2 separate regions of the Ovis aries genome follow, and region 2 is linked to region 1. Evidence: chromatin contacts called from public Hi-C data. All regions are on one chromosome and are shown on one strand. Each heading gives the region's core, a stretch centred on a gene start, on an enhancer-like site or on the middle of the called end of the contact. The rest is flanking DNA. Distances are from core to core; before and after follow the strand shown.

Evidence for each region. A called contact is a pair of places that touch in the nucleus more often than the background predicts.
Region 2: a Hi-C map of hypothalamus shows a contact between it and region 1, with 5 times the contacts expected there. The contact joins two enhancer-like sites. A contact is called at or near these places in 2 of 16 Hi-C or Micro-C datasets (hypothalamus and tail adipose tissue).

The regions. Positions count from the first base shown.
Region 1 is chr12:52,085,188-52,091,939 of ARS-UI_Ramb_v3.0, reverse strand. The region is part of intron 3 of KAZN (kazrin, periplakin interacting protein); the gene reads left to right. Among named protein-coding and RNA genes, the nearest start is that of TMEM51, 450 kb to the right of the region's middle. Within about 2 kb of position 5,264, at least 9 of the 54 cell types and tissues checked have an H3K27ac peak or open chromatin away from gene starts, as enhancers often do. A contact at or near this core is called in hypothalamus, where this site is marked.
Region 2 is chr12:52,671,830-52,678,430 of ARS-UI_Ramb_v3.0, reverse strand. All of the region lies in intron 1 of KAZN (kazrin, periplakin interacting protein), which reads left to right. Among named protein-coding and RNA genes, the nearest start is that of KAZN, 330 kb to the left of the region's middle. Within about 2 kb of position 3,255, at least 9 of the 54 cell types and tissues checked have an H3K27ac peak or open chromatin away from gene starts, as enhancers often do. A contact at or near this core is called in hypothalamus, where this site is marked.

The sequences.
Region 1 (6,752 bases), core at 4,015-6,514:
GGCTTCCTGTGACCAGATGAGAACTTTGCATTTGGAGGTAATGAGTAGGTACCTATGAGGATATGAGGTGGTTACAGTTCTGCTTCAACTACAGCAAGTGGGGATGGGCCAGAAAGCGCAGGTTGCAATAACCATGCGGCAGTGTCCGGCCTTCTAGAGTATTGAGAAACAGTCCCCATCCTGAGATCTATGCCAGGCCATTCCATTGGCTTCCTGGTGTTTGAAGGTCTCTTTTCCAGAATTCTCCAAGCCCACTTGATAGTGGTATTGCTCTTCCTTTAAAGTCTGTATTTCCTTTCATTCACAAACGTAACTCCCCCAGCTCACCCCGTCATGCTATTGATGAGCCTAGGGATTTGTTTTTATTTTTTAGTGTTCTGGCATCATCAGCTGCCACTTTGGATGCTTTGCAAACTCTGAGATTTTGTTCCAAGGCCCCCTGTTCTTTTATATTTGTTTGTTTGTCCTATAAATTATCAGGAAACCTAGACCATATGTTTCTGATTCATTGACGCCAGAGTCATCAGCGTTTTGAGTCGTTGTTTGAAGTCTGTAAAGGTTTTCTGTCTCTGGTTTGTGTTCCTCTTTAATTAAATGCAGTTCATCCAACACTTAGGAGCCCTACATGCCAAGCACTGGAGATGCAGGGAAAATTAAAACACAAACCCTTCCTTCATGGAACTTGCAGCGTGAACCTCCCTGCCACAAGCTGATGAAATGAAATCGGGGTGCTAAGTGCTCATTTTCAAACTCCAGGTCCATGTGTGTGAGCAGTTTCCAGATCCCGCCACTGTGGCCTTTGCTTTTCCTCACCATCTCAGGCCTTTGGATTTCTTCTTCCCAGCTGGAGTCACTTCAGCAATGCATCCCGGAAGGCTTGGTTCCCTCTGTTTGAAGCCTTTTCACTGCTACCCCCCTAACACCTGGTTGTGCCTTTCTGTCGATGTGCAGACCTAAGCACCGAAGTTTGCTCCTGTGCCCGTGGTGCAATCAGATTTAGGACTTTTGATTCTGAAGCTACGGGGAGGAGAGTTCTAAGGAATTCTGGCAGATCGTGGGACTTCCCTAGTGGCTCAGATGATAAAGAATCTGCCGGCAATGCAGGAGACCCAGGTTCGATCCCTGGGTCAGGAAGATCCCCTGGAGAAGGAAATGGCAATACATTCCAGTACTCTTGCCTGGAGAATCCCATGGACAGAGGAGCCTGGTGGGCTACAGTCTATGGAGTCATAGAGAGTCAGACAGGATGAGCGATTAACACACACAGATACACATTGAGAAATAGTGAAGGACAGAGAAGCCTGGCACGCGGCAGTCCATGGGGTGGCAAAGAGTCGGACACAACGAGCAACTTAGCAACAATGGGAACCAGTGACGCCCTGCTTTGCTGATTCTGTTTCACAGACTCAGAGTCTGATCCTGACCAAGGAGCTGATTTAGAGCCTACTCTCCTGGGTCCCTGTTAATTTCATCAAAGCACAAAAACTTTCTTCCTTTAATTACCACATGGGGGATATTAAGATCTTGTTTTCCTAAGTAATTCCCATGGACTTGTCTTTTCATCCTAAACGTGCCAAGTGTCTGGTTAAGAATTGTATAAGGTTGGCGTCAGGAGGTTTTCACACAGTCTCCACTCTGAGCCCCATAAAGGTCTTCTTAGAGACCCTGATCCATGGAGCAGAGGGTGCCCACAGCTCTGAGCACTCACAGCAGCACCCGTGGCTCCAGCCACATGTTTGCGAATAGCACCATCCAATCAATAGCAACTGGTTCTCACCCTGCAGTGTCCCCTTTTGCCTGAGGAACATTCAACTGGTGGCAGCCAATATGATCATTTCAAGGAGTTTGGTTGGGGAGGTGGGGGCGAGGGGGGTGGTTGTTGTTCTGCGAAGTTGCCCATCTGTAGGCTGTCACCAGACTTTTTGTTTGTTTGCTTGTTTTGTGTTTTTATCATTTTGTTTGCCCTCACCGGGCCCTTAAGTTTAGAGCCACTTTTTGAGCATTGAAGTAAGCAAGCTCATGAGCATCTCATTTGCCAGAGCTGTGTTTTATTCCCTCTGTATTCAGAGTCCCTGGCTTGGGCAGTGGGCAGTGGGGTGTGCTAGGGGATGACCCTGATGATGGTGATGATGAAGCTAAAGGTGTCAGGTACTGTTTTTGTTTTTTTGAGGGTTTAGCATTGCATCAGGGGCTTTCCAGGTGACACAGTGGTAAAGAATCTGCCTGCAAGGCAGGAGACCTGGGTTCGATCCCTGGGTTGGGAAGATCTCCTGGAGACTGGAATGGCAACCCACTCCAGTATTCTTGCCTGGAAAACCCCATGGACAGAGGAACCTGGCAGTCTATAGTCTGTGGGGTTGCAAACAGTCAGACTTGACTGAGCACACACGAGATAGTGTTTCACCAGGAACCAGAGCAGGTGACCTACCTGCCTCTTCTCATTGAATCTTAACAGCCACCCGAGGAGGTGAGGTTCCATCACCACCTTGTTGCACAGATGAATCAGATGACTCAGAGACTCCATGATCTTCCCAAGGGCACGTGCCAGTGGATGGGAAGCTGAGATTCAAACCCATGTGGGTCTCACTCCGGAGCCCAAATTCTAGCCTTGAATCCTGAAACAAAAGACCACATTCCGGACATGCAAAATGTTTGTCCTTCCAGTTCTGTTTCTTCCCTATCCAAGGGCATATGTAAGGAAGGATGCATTGAAACCAGCCTTTAAGAGGCACCATGAGGAGCCTGGTGGGCTAGAGTCTGTGGGGTCACAAAGACTAGGACACAACTGAGTGCACATGTGCACACACACACACACACACACACACACACATTGAACTCCTGACTCAGAGCCATGAACACTTGGACTAATAAGTCCCATCAGCTCTGTAGATATGGTTCTTGGTCTGCCCGTGCTGCCAGTGGCCGAATCCTCGGGGGAGGTGGGGGGGCAAGGTGCCCCCTAAAAAGGACCCAGTACTCCTTTCGGAAGCAGAAGCTGCACCAAACAGCCTACCAAGGAAAGTCATTCAGCTGGCCCAGCAGCGAGAACTAAGGCTGGACCTTCCTATGGGGAAGTATCTGAGAGGCTGCTGCTTCTAGGACACTGTCATGAAGAGGGGACAGTGTTAAGGAATGCCATTTCCATCCTTCCCAACTAATAGAAGCAAATTAGACAGAAGGTCAGCTGGAAAATGAGCTCATGTGTATTAGTGTCTTCCAGGACACTGTCATGTGCAATTTATTAACGTTTCTCATTTCCTGAGATAGGTTTTCTGCTCTGCAGGTTACACATGAGGAACATAGGGTTCAGAGAGGTGAAGACAATTCCCCAAAACTGAACAGGGAGTAAGAGATGGAATGAGGATTCGATCCAGGGAAAGTGTCAGGACTTCACATCACTCTCGCCACTGTGCATGTGGCACCTGCAGGCCTTACTGTGGTAGAGATCACGTGTTGTACACTGTAAAATCATCCCCTCCATTAATTCCTATCATGTCCCAGGCTCTAAATACAGAGAACATGCCAGATACGGCCTCTGCCCTCATGGAATTAATACTGAAGAGAGAGACAGTAAATAATGACACACTGCACAGTCAACTGCTTATTTACAGCTGCAGTAAGCGCCACCAAAGAGAAGGCTGGGTGCCTGAGAGTATGTTCATGATTTACCCACGCCTCCCTATCTCTGTTGCTGGTACCCTGGTCCCAGCCAACATATATCTCTCCTGGGGTTCTGCTGTCCCTGAACGGGTCTCTCTGCTGCTACTCTGGCCAGTCAGAGGGATCTCTTAAACTTAAATCTGATTACATCGCTGCTCTGCTCAAACCCCTCAGAAGCTCCCACCCCAATTAGAGAAGAACTCAAAGTCTTTCCATGGTCCACAGGCCCAAGCTCCCTCCCCCTCCTCGTCTTCCCTCTTACCCATGGTGCTAGAGCTTACCCACACCACCTCCTGCTGGCTATTTCCTGCACACCCTAAGGTGGTTCCACCTCTGGGCCTTTGCACTGGCTGGCTGATCTGCCAGGAACCCCTTTCCCCTGGCATTGCAGGGACTGACCCCCACTTTCCTTAGGGCTCTGAAGACCAGCGTTCTATTATGGTTGCCCCACCCTGCCGTCTCCTTTATCCTACTGCTTTTTTCTTTTAAAAAAAAATTTTACGTGTTTCTTTTTGGCTGTGCTGGGTCTTCGTTCCTGCACTGCACACAGGCTTTCTCTAGTGTGGGGATCGGGGCTACCCTCTAGCTGCGGTGCGCAGGCTTCTCCCTGCGCTGGCTTCTCTTCCTGGGGAGCACAGGCTTTGGTGCGCGGGCTTCAGTAGCTGGCAGCACGTGGGCTTGGTGCTTGCCAGCTCTCAGGCTCTAGAGCGCGGCCTCAGTAGTTGTGGAGCACAGGCTTAGTTGTCCCACAGCATGTGGGATCTTCCCGCTCTAGGGAGCAAACCCATGTCCCTGCATTGTCAGGCAGATTCTTATCCCCTTTGCCACCAGGGAATTCCCTTTCTTCCTTCCTTATCCACACTTCCTAGTCTTGACCTCTGGGACTGACCAGTGGAGGCTGCCCATGATTGGAGCCCAGATCTGTGCAGTCTGGTCACCCTCATACCCGTTCCGTGTTGTTCCTACCATTTAGCCCAACTCCCAAGGAGGTACTGGCACTGCCCTCTGCTTGGACACTGGGTGGACAAATCCCTTCTCAAGAAGCATCTGGTGGGACTGTCTTCAGAGCAGGTGAAGAGTATTTGAGCATTCTTGTTCTCAATTAGCTGGGTAATTGGTTCTGCACTGGATTTCTCACTGGCGATGCTGCAGAGGTCCTAGTAAAGGGATTCAGAGGGAAAGAAAAACATTTCTAAGCGGCAGGATGCTAGCTTGCCCCCAGAACCTCCCGCCAGGTGTGCAGCATACTTACAGAGCGCACATGGTGAGGGGGCGGGGCTGGGGACGCTTGTCATGATTGCAGGCTCCACCACAGTCCACTCTCCATGTCCTTTCCTCTCACATCAGGTCATTCCCATCCTCTCGTGAGCTGCACATGAAGGTCTTGAAGGCCTTTGAGGAGGGGCTGCTGTTTGTAACAGCAGCTGCTGATCCTTGAGGCACGGCTTGATTGCAGCGCGTGCTCTCTGCTCTCTCCGTGAGGAAGAGAGAGATGTGGATGTGTGTTGCTTTTCTTGCTCTTTGGACAGAAAGACAGTATTGAAGCCACCCAGTCGCCACCCGGTGAATGCGGAAGAGAATTGACTCACAGTTCTCAGGCTCATTTCAGCTTGAATGAGAATACTGTGCCCTGCCCCCTGGAGGCTCCTTGAGGATTAACAGTAAGAGCCAATAGCATCTGGGCTCCACCAGCCTGGTTAGCACTTTGCACGCACCTTATGGGGTCGCAAAGAGTCAGACACGACTGAGCAACTTCACTTTCACTTTCACTTCAGATCCCCTGGAGAAGGAAATGGTAACCCATTACAGTATTCTTGCCTGGAGAATTCCAGGGACAGAGGTGGCTTGTGAACTACAGTCCATGGGGTCATAAAAGAGTCAGACACAACTAAGCGACTAACACACACACACACATCCATTATTCCAGAAAACAGCCCTTGGACCTGTTATTATCCCTGTTTCCTGGGTGCAGAAACTGAGGTGCAGGAAGCTACTCAGTGCAGGTCACACAGCCAGGCGAGCTGGGAGTCAGAGCTGTGCAGGCTGGCTCCAAAGCCTCATTTCACCAGGACATGGTGCTTCACCTCTGAAGCCCGAGGAGTCTTGTCCTATACAGCCCTAGCTGCCAAGTGTTTGGTGCAGAGTAGTTGCTCAGTTAGTGTTTTCTGGGTGAATGGAGGTCTTGGGCACATCATGGACCCCAGTGTGGAAGGAAAGGGGTGAGGTATTGAGGACCCACTGCTGTCCAGGCCCGAAGCAGGGTGCTTCTGCTCCATTATCCCATTTGTGCCAAACATCATTCATGGAGAGGTTATTAGGCGGCATCTAGGACATTTGATAGGTTGCCACTGATACCCAGGTGGCTCAGTGGTGAAGAATCTGCCTGCCAATGCAGGAAATGCAGGTTCCATATCTGGGTTGGGAAGATCCCCTGGAGAAGGAAATGGCAACCCACTCTAGTATTCTTGCCTGGAGAGTTCCATGTACAGAGAAGCCTGGAAAGCTACAGTTCATGGGGTCGTAAAGAGTCAGACAACTGAGCAGATAACACTTTCTTTCCAGGGACCTTCTCCCATGAGAATCTCCCAACCAGACAGGTGGGCAAGGTCATCACCCTCAATTTGGAGATGAGAAAACTGAGACTCTGAGAGGTCCATGGCTCGGCCACTATCAGATGACATGGCTGAGCTTTGAACCTGGACACCCATACCCCAGTCCTGAACCATCTTCCTTTGATTCATTGCTTCAATACCCTCTGCTCACTCCCATCAGGCTTCCTTCCTTCTCATCACAAAATAGCGATGACACCTAACTGAGAATTCCTGGCTCACGTTAGGCACCATATAAGTGCTTTTCATATAAATTAACTCTTTCATTCTCATAGCAACCCCGTAAGGTGTGTACCTTTAGTATCCTCATTTTACAGACTGGGAAACCAGGGCCCAGAGGAGTCAAGCAGCTTGCCCAAGGTCACACAGCTAGTGACAGAGCCAGGTCCTCTAGAATCATGCACCTAACTATTTCACTCTATTGCCTTTCTAAAATATTGTTTATTCATTAAACTATGTGTCAGTTGCTAAGACATGTCAAAA
Region 2 (6,601 bases), core at 2,006-4,505, 590 kb before region 1:
ATAAATTTAACATCATTTCACATGCAGAACCACCAACCAAATAAACCTGGTTTTATGATTCAATTGCCTAAACTCAGGTAGGTAAGAAAGCATATATATGGCTTTTCATTGTATAATCCATCATACATTTTAAGAACAGTATTACTTGGTTGAGATTTTTATAGGTCAAATGGAGAAAAATATGCGTAACAGCTGATTCTACGATGATGGGCTGGTGGAGCAGACAAAGTGGAGAGAAGCTGGCTATTTTCTTCATTTGTTGATTCATTTTTCTCTTTTGGATAAATGTTTATTTTGTCAAGCACCATGTGTGCCAGGTGTTGTGCTTAGAGTTAGAGAGGCAGTGATGAACAGAAAGTACCTGGTTGCTGACCTCATGGAACTTTCAGCTATCAATTGCTACAGAGGAGATGGGTGATGGTGGTAGTTTAGATGCTAAGTCGTGTCCAACTCTTGTGACCCCACGGACTGTAACCTGCCAGACTCCTCTGTCCATGGGATTCTCCAGGCAAGAATACTGGAGTGGATTGCCATTTCCTTCTCCAGAGGATTTTCCTGACCCAGGAATTGAACCTGGGTCTCTTGCATTGCAGGCCCCACAGAGAAGATGGAGCCAGTCAATTCTAAGGGAAATCAACCCTGAATATTCACCAGAAGGACTGATGCTGAAGCGGAAGCTCCAACACTTTGGCCCCGTGATATGAACGGCCAATTCATTAGAAAAGACCCTGATGCTGGGAAAGATTGAAGGCAGGAGGAGAAGGGGGTGAAAGAGGATGAGATGGTTGGATGGCATCACTGAGTCAATGGATATGAATTTGAGCAAACTCCGGGAGATCGTGAAGGACAGGGAAGCCTAGTGTGCTGCAGTCCGTGGAGTCACAAAGAGCTGGACACGACTAAATGAATGAACAACTTCATTGCTACAGAGCAAGCCGTCCCCAAACAAAAGGATGTCACCTCATTATGCTCACAGTTTTGTGGGCCAGGAATTAGGGTACCATCCAGAGAAGGGGTTCAGCTCTGCTCCAGAGTGGCTGGGCTGTCATCTGGGGTGCTTAGAGATGGCTGAAACCATATGTCTAAAGTTTCACTTATGGCGGAAGATTGGATTCCAGGTTTTTCTCACAAAATTTAAGATCCTCTTTAATCTGCCAGAGAGGCAGACTTTAAAAAAACTATCCACGTTAATAACTATTACAATGAAGACAAAGTACAGGCTTCTTTCCAGTAATCAGGACTTCTTGATTGCAGATGACAGAAACCCAACCCAAATGTGCTAATGAAAAGAAGGAAATTTAGCAATCCACCTGAGAAGTTAGCGGCTGAATCCCAAAGCTGTAATGATAATATCAAGAATCTTGTTCCCTATCTGTGGATGAGAATTACCTCTTCACTCCACTGGTTTTATTCTCAGGCTGGGGCTCCTTAGTTGATGGCTAAGAAGACCACCAGCTGCTACACATTCTTAGCAAACTCAACTGGAAAAGAGGCTTCCTCTTTCTTAATAGTTATATCAGATGATTCTGGAATTAAATCTTGTTGGGCATGTTTAGGTCACAAGGCCACTCCTGGACCAACCACTGTTGCCTTGGAGATGAAATGCTTTGGATGGCAAGGTCTGGATGACATGTGCACCTCTGTGACCTGGGAATGGCATCAGCCCTACATGAACCACAAGTGGAGATGGGTGTTTCTCCAAGATGGAATGAGAGCTTCTTTTATTAGAAGAGGGCAATAGATGTAACCAGACAAATTACATGAAGTACCCATGAGGGCTTCCCAGGTGGCCCTGGTGGTAAAGAACCTGCCTGCCAATGCAGGAGACATAAGAGATGTGAGTTCAATTCCTGCGTTGGAAGATGCCCTAGAGGAGGGCATGGCAACCCATTCCAGTTTTCTTGCCTGCAGCATCTAATGGACAGAGGAGCCTGAAGGGCTATAGTTCATAGTGTCACAAGAGTTGGACATGACTTAAGTGACTTAGCACACTTCAAGTATTCTTCCCTGTCTAATTCAGTGAAACTGTGAGCCATGCCATGTAGGGCCACCCAAGATGGACAGGTCATAGTGGAGAGTTCTGACAAAACATGGTCCGCTGGAGAAGAGAATGGCAAACCACTTCAGTATTCTTGCCTTGAGAATCCCATGAACAGTATGAAAAGGCAAAAAGATAGGACACCAAAAGATGAACTCCTCAGATCCATAGGTGCCCAATATGCTACTGGAGAAGAGTGGAGAAATAACTCCAGAAAGAATGAAGAGATGAAGCCAAAGCGAAGACAACTCCCAGTTGTGGGATGTGATTGGTGATGGAAGTAAAGTCCGATGCTTTAAAGAACAATGTTGCATAGGAACCTGGAATGTTAGGTCCATGAATCAAGGTAAATTGCAAGTGGTCAAACAGGAGATGGCAAGAATTAACATCAACATTTTGGGAATCAGTGAACTAAAACAGACTGGAATGGGCAAATTTAATTCAGATGACCATTATATCTACTACTGTGGGCAAGAATCCCTTAGAAGAAATGGAGTAGCCCTCATAGTTAACAAAAGAGTCCGAAATGCAGTTCAGTTAGGTTCAATTCAGTTGCTCAGTCGTGTCCTACTCTTTGCAACCCCATGAATCACAGCACGCCAGGCCTCCCTGTCCATCACCAGCTCCCGGAATTCCACTCAAACTCACGTCCATCAAGTCAGTGATGCCATCCAGCCATCTCATCCTCGGTCGTCCCCCTTTCCTCCTGCCCCCAATCCCTCCCAGCATCAGAGTCTTTTCCAATGAGTCAACTCTTCGCATGAGGTGGCCAAAGTACTGGAGTTTCAGCTTTAGCATCATTCCTTTCAAAGAACACCCAGGGCTGATGTCCTTTAGAATGGACTGGTTGGATCTCCTTGCAGTCCAAGGGACTCTTCTCCAACACCACAGTTCAAAAGCATCAATTCTTCGGCGCTCAGCTTTCTTCACAGTCCAGCTCTGCAGTAATTGGATGCAATCTCAAAAAAGACAGAATGATTTAGCACACATATGAGGCTAAAAACACAGAGTGACCTGCCTTGAAGAAGAGGTTCCTCCTTGGGCTATTACTTCTAATTATTCAACTTAAATTTATTGCATTTTCATTTTATATTATGCACTGGACTCATTGTAACTGGGATATAAAATGAATAGACAAATGGGTAATGGAGGGTGTTCAAGAGACCTTGGGGTTCATCAAGGGAAAAGATATGACCACTAGGTGGCAGTAGCTCACACAGGCTGTATTGAATGACCCTTTGGTAGTTTGCATGTGAAATCCTGCACAGCCGGAGACTATCCAGAAATGCAGAAGGTCAATACTCAGGGGGGAGGTGGGCAAGGAACTCATGGGGGAGAGAGGGGTCCTCCAGGGGACTTAGGTGTCCAGGTGATGTCACTTGCCAGCACAGTGGGGAGTCTGGGTCAGAGACCAGTAGGGTCTTGGGGTCTTTATGTACCAGGGCTTATCTCACCAATGGCTAGCAGAGATTGGGCACAGTGTTGTGGGGTTTGCAAAGCAGTTGGTGTATGAGTGTGAAGTTGCTTCAGTTGTGTCCGATTCTGCGACCTTTTCAGCTGTAGCCTGCCAGGCTCCTCTATCCAAGGGTTTCTCCAGGCAAGAATACTGGAGTGGGCTGCCTTGCCCTCCTCCAGGGAATCTTCATGACCCAGGGATCAAACTCAGGTCTCCTGCATTGCAGGTGGATTCTTTACCATATGAGCCATCAGGGAAGCCAGAGACTTCTCTTTAAGTCTTCTGCATTGGCAGGTGGGTTCTTTACCACTAGCCCACCTGGGAAGCCCTTGCGAAGCAGGCAGACTCTAAATAGTTAACAATCTGCTTATTTAGTCTGTATTTAAAATATTTGGATGTAAAACATTTGCGTTTGGCACCTGCTGCCTTTTGAGCTAATGGGTCTCAGCCTGCAGTGAAGAAATAAACACCGTAGACTAATACACAGAGACCATCTTGATTTATTTATATAACAAAGATTCAGTAATTACACTCAGTTACAAACATAGCCACTAGTTAATATCAGTAAGTTAAAGACTTGAGGTATAAACTGTAGAATAATCATAATAGTAAATACCATGTAACAGTCATGTGCCACATACTTTGTGCAAATGATCTGATTAATTGTAACTCTCAGAAACTCTGTGAAATTGTTCCTATTATTATCCCCACTTAGAGATGGGGAAGCTGAGGCCTTAAGCAGCTTACTCAAGGTTATACAGCTAGTTGGAGAGGTGGACACGATTGAGACCAGGCTTCTAGAATCCATACTCTCAAACTGACTGCCAGAGCATCTTTAGAGAGCTGAATCATCTTTCTTGGTCTCGGTTTTCTCACCTTGAAAACTATGAGGATATCACCAAGTGATCACCCACAGCCAGCCTGACACTCTTTATGCCTTGGATTGCTCTCTGTGGTACCCTAGGAGGAAACACATCAATTCAGCCTCCTTGGCTACATCTTGAAGGAAATGATGAGAATGGAATGGCAATAGGTAGGGGACCAGAAGGACAGTATGTTTGCCCAAAGGAGAACACAGCACAATGGAGCAACAAGGGGTGTGTGGGGTGGAGGTGGTATAATGCAGGAATTCTGTGTGCAGGCTCTGGGTAGATATGAGTCCTGTCTTCTTCTGACCGGTGCATAATCCTTGATGAATCTCTTAACCTGAGTGTCTTCATTTGTACGATAGGAACGATGATAATGACCCTTCAGTAGAATCATTGGGGTGACTAAGTGAGGTATTGCCTATTAAACATGTAACACCATGGTTGCAAATATTGAGTCCCCATAGGTGTTTGCTGTAATATTGTTAATAATAATTATTATTATCAGTGAAGGAACTATGTGATGGAAAGAGAAGATTCAAAGAAGTATAGATAGGGGAACATCAACGAAGGGCTTCAGTCCTAGATATTTTTAGTACATGAAATGTTTACTGTGCCAGGCACTCTGCCATCTGCTTATTTTACATTTGCCAAAGGGGGAAAAAAAACCCTCTAGACTTGTTCCCTGCCTTTACTTTTATTGTGTCCCACTTGGCTGGTGTTGGTGGTATAACACCCCATTTGTGGTGGTGTTCTCTAACCAGACATTATTTTGGATCAGGAGTGTGGGTATTGTGGCAAGATTATGAGGATAGGAGTTGGAAAGTCATGTCACGGCCTTGGGTCTCATCTGTTGTGTATGTTTCTGAGCTGCAGATGGTGACTGCAGCCATGAAATTAAAAGACACTTGGCTCCTTGGAAGAAAAGCTATGACCAACCTAGACAGCATATTAAAAAGCAGAGACATTACTTTGCCAACAAAGGTCTGTCTAGTCAAAGCTATGGTTTTTCCAGTAGTCATGTATGGATGTGAGAGTTGTACATAAAGAAAGCTGAGCACTGAAGAACTGATGCTTTTGAACTGTGGTGCTGGAGTCCCTTGGACAGCAAGGAGATCCAACCAGTCCATCCTAAAGGAAACCAGTCCTGAATATTCATTGGAAGGACTGATGCTAAAGCTGAAACTCCAATACTTTGGCCACCTGATGTGAAGAACTGACTCATTTGAAAAGACCCCAATGCTGGGAATGATTGAAGGCGGAAGGAGAAGGGGATGACAGAATATGAGATGGTTGGATGGAATCACTGACTCAATGGACATGAGTCTGAGTAAGCTCCGGGTGTTGGTGATGGACAGGGAAGCCTGGTGTGCTGCAGTTCATGGGGTTGCAAAGAGTCGGACATGACTGAGTGACTGAACTGAACTGAACTGGTAGCTCAGTGTGCTCCAACCTTCCTGTGTCTAAATAAGAGAGAAAAGCTATATAGAGTGTTTAAAATTTTATAGTCACAACTCCAAAAAGTTGTTTGTTGTTGTTGTTTTCACGTTACTATAACGAAATTAAACTTGGATCTGGAGCCAACATTTCAACTGATAATAACTCAGTCCCTTCTGGTTGAAAACTTTGTACCTCTGCATAAATATCAAATAAATTCAAATTACTCCCCTTTCCATTCTCTTTCTCTTCTCTCTGGGTTATTGGGAGGCTGATATACAGTAAGTCCCCTGCATATGAATGAGTTCTGTTCTGAGAGTGTGTTAAGTCCAATTTGTTCGCAAGTCCAACAAAGTGAACCTAGGTACCCAACTAACACTATTAGCTATATAGCGCTGTTCTGTAGTATGTTAATAATACTTTTCACACAAATAATACATAGGCAACAAATAAACGCACAAAAATGTTTTGAGCTCATAGTACAGTGCCTTGAAAAGTACAGTAGACAGTACGTCAGCTGGCATATTGGGACTGGCATTGAGTGAAGAGGCAAGAAGAGTTACTGAATGGAGAAGGGAGAAGAGGAGGGAGACGGTTGAGCTGAAGGATCATCAGCAATAGGAGTCAGGGGCCAGCTGCAATTTCACTCATGCATGATGTTGATGGCATCAGGTTCTGGGTTCTTGCTGGAACCAGAAGCATGGTCACATCTTTGAAAGTTTGTATGTAGGGGACTTAGTGGACTATCCTATCTTGGGGTCCACGAATCTCCCTCTGGGTACTTCTGGACTCACTGGAGATATC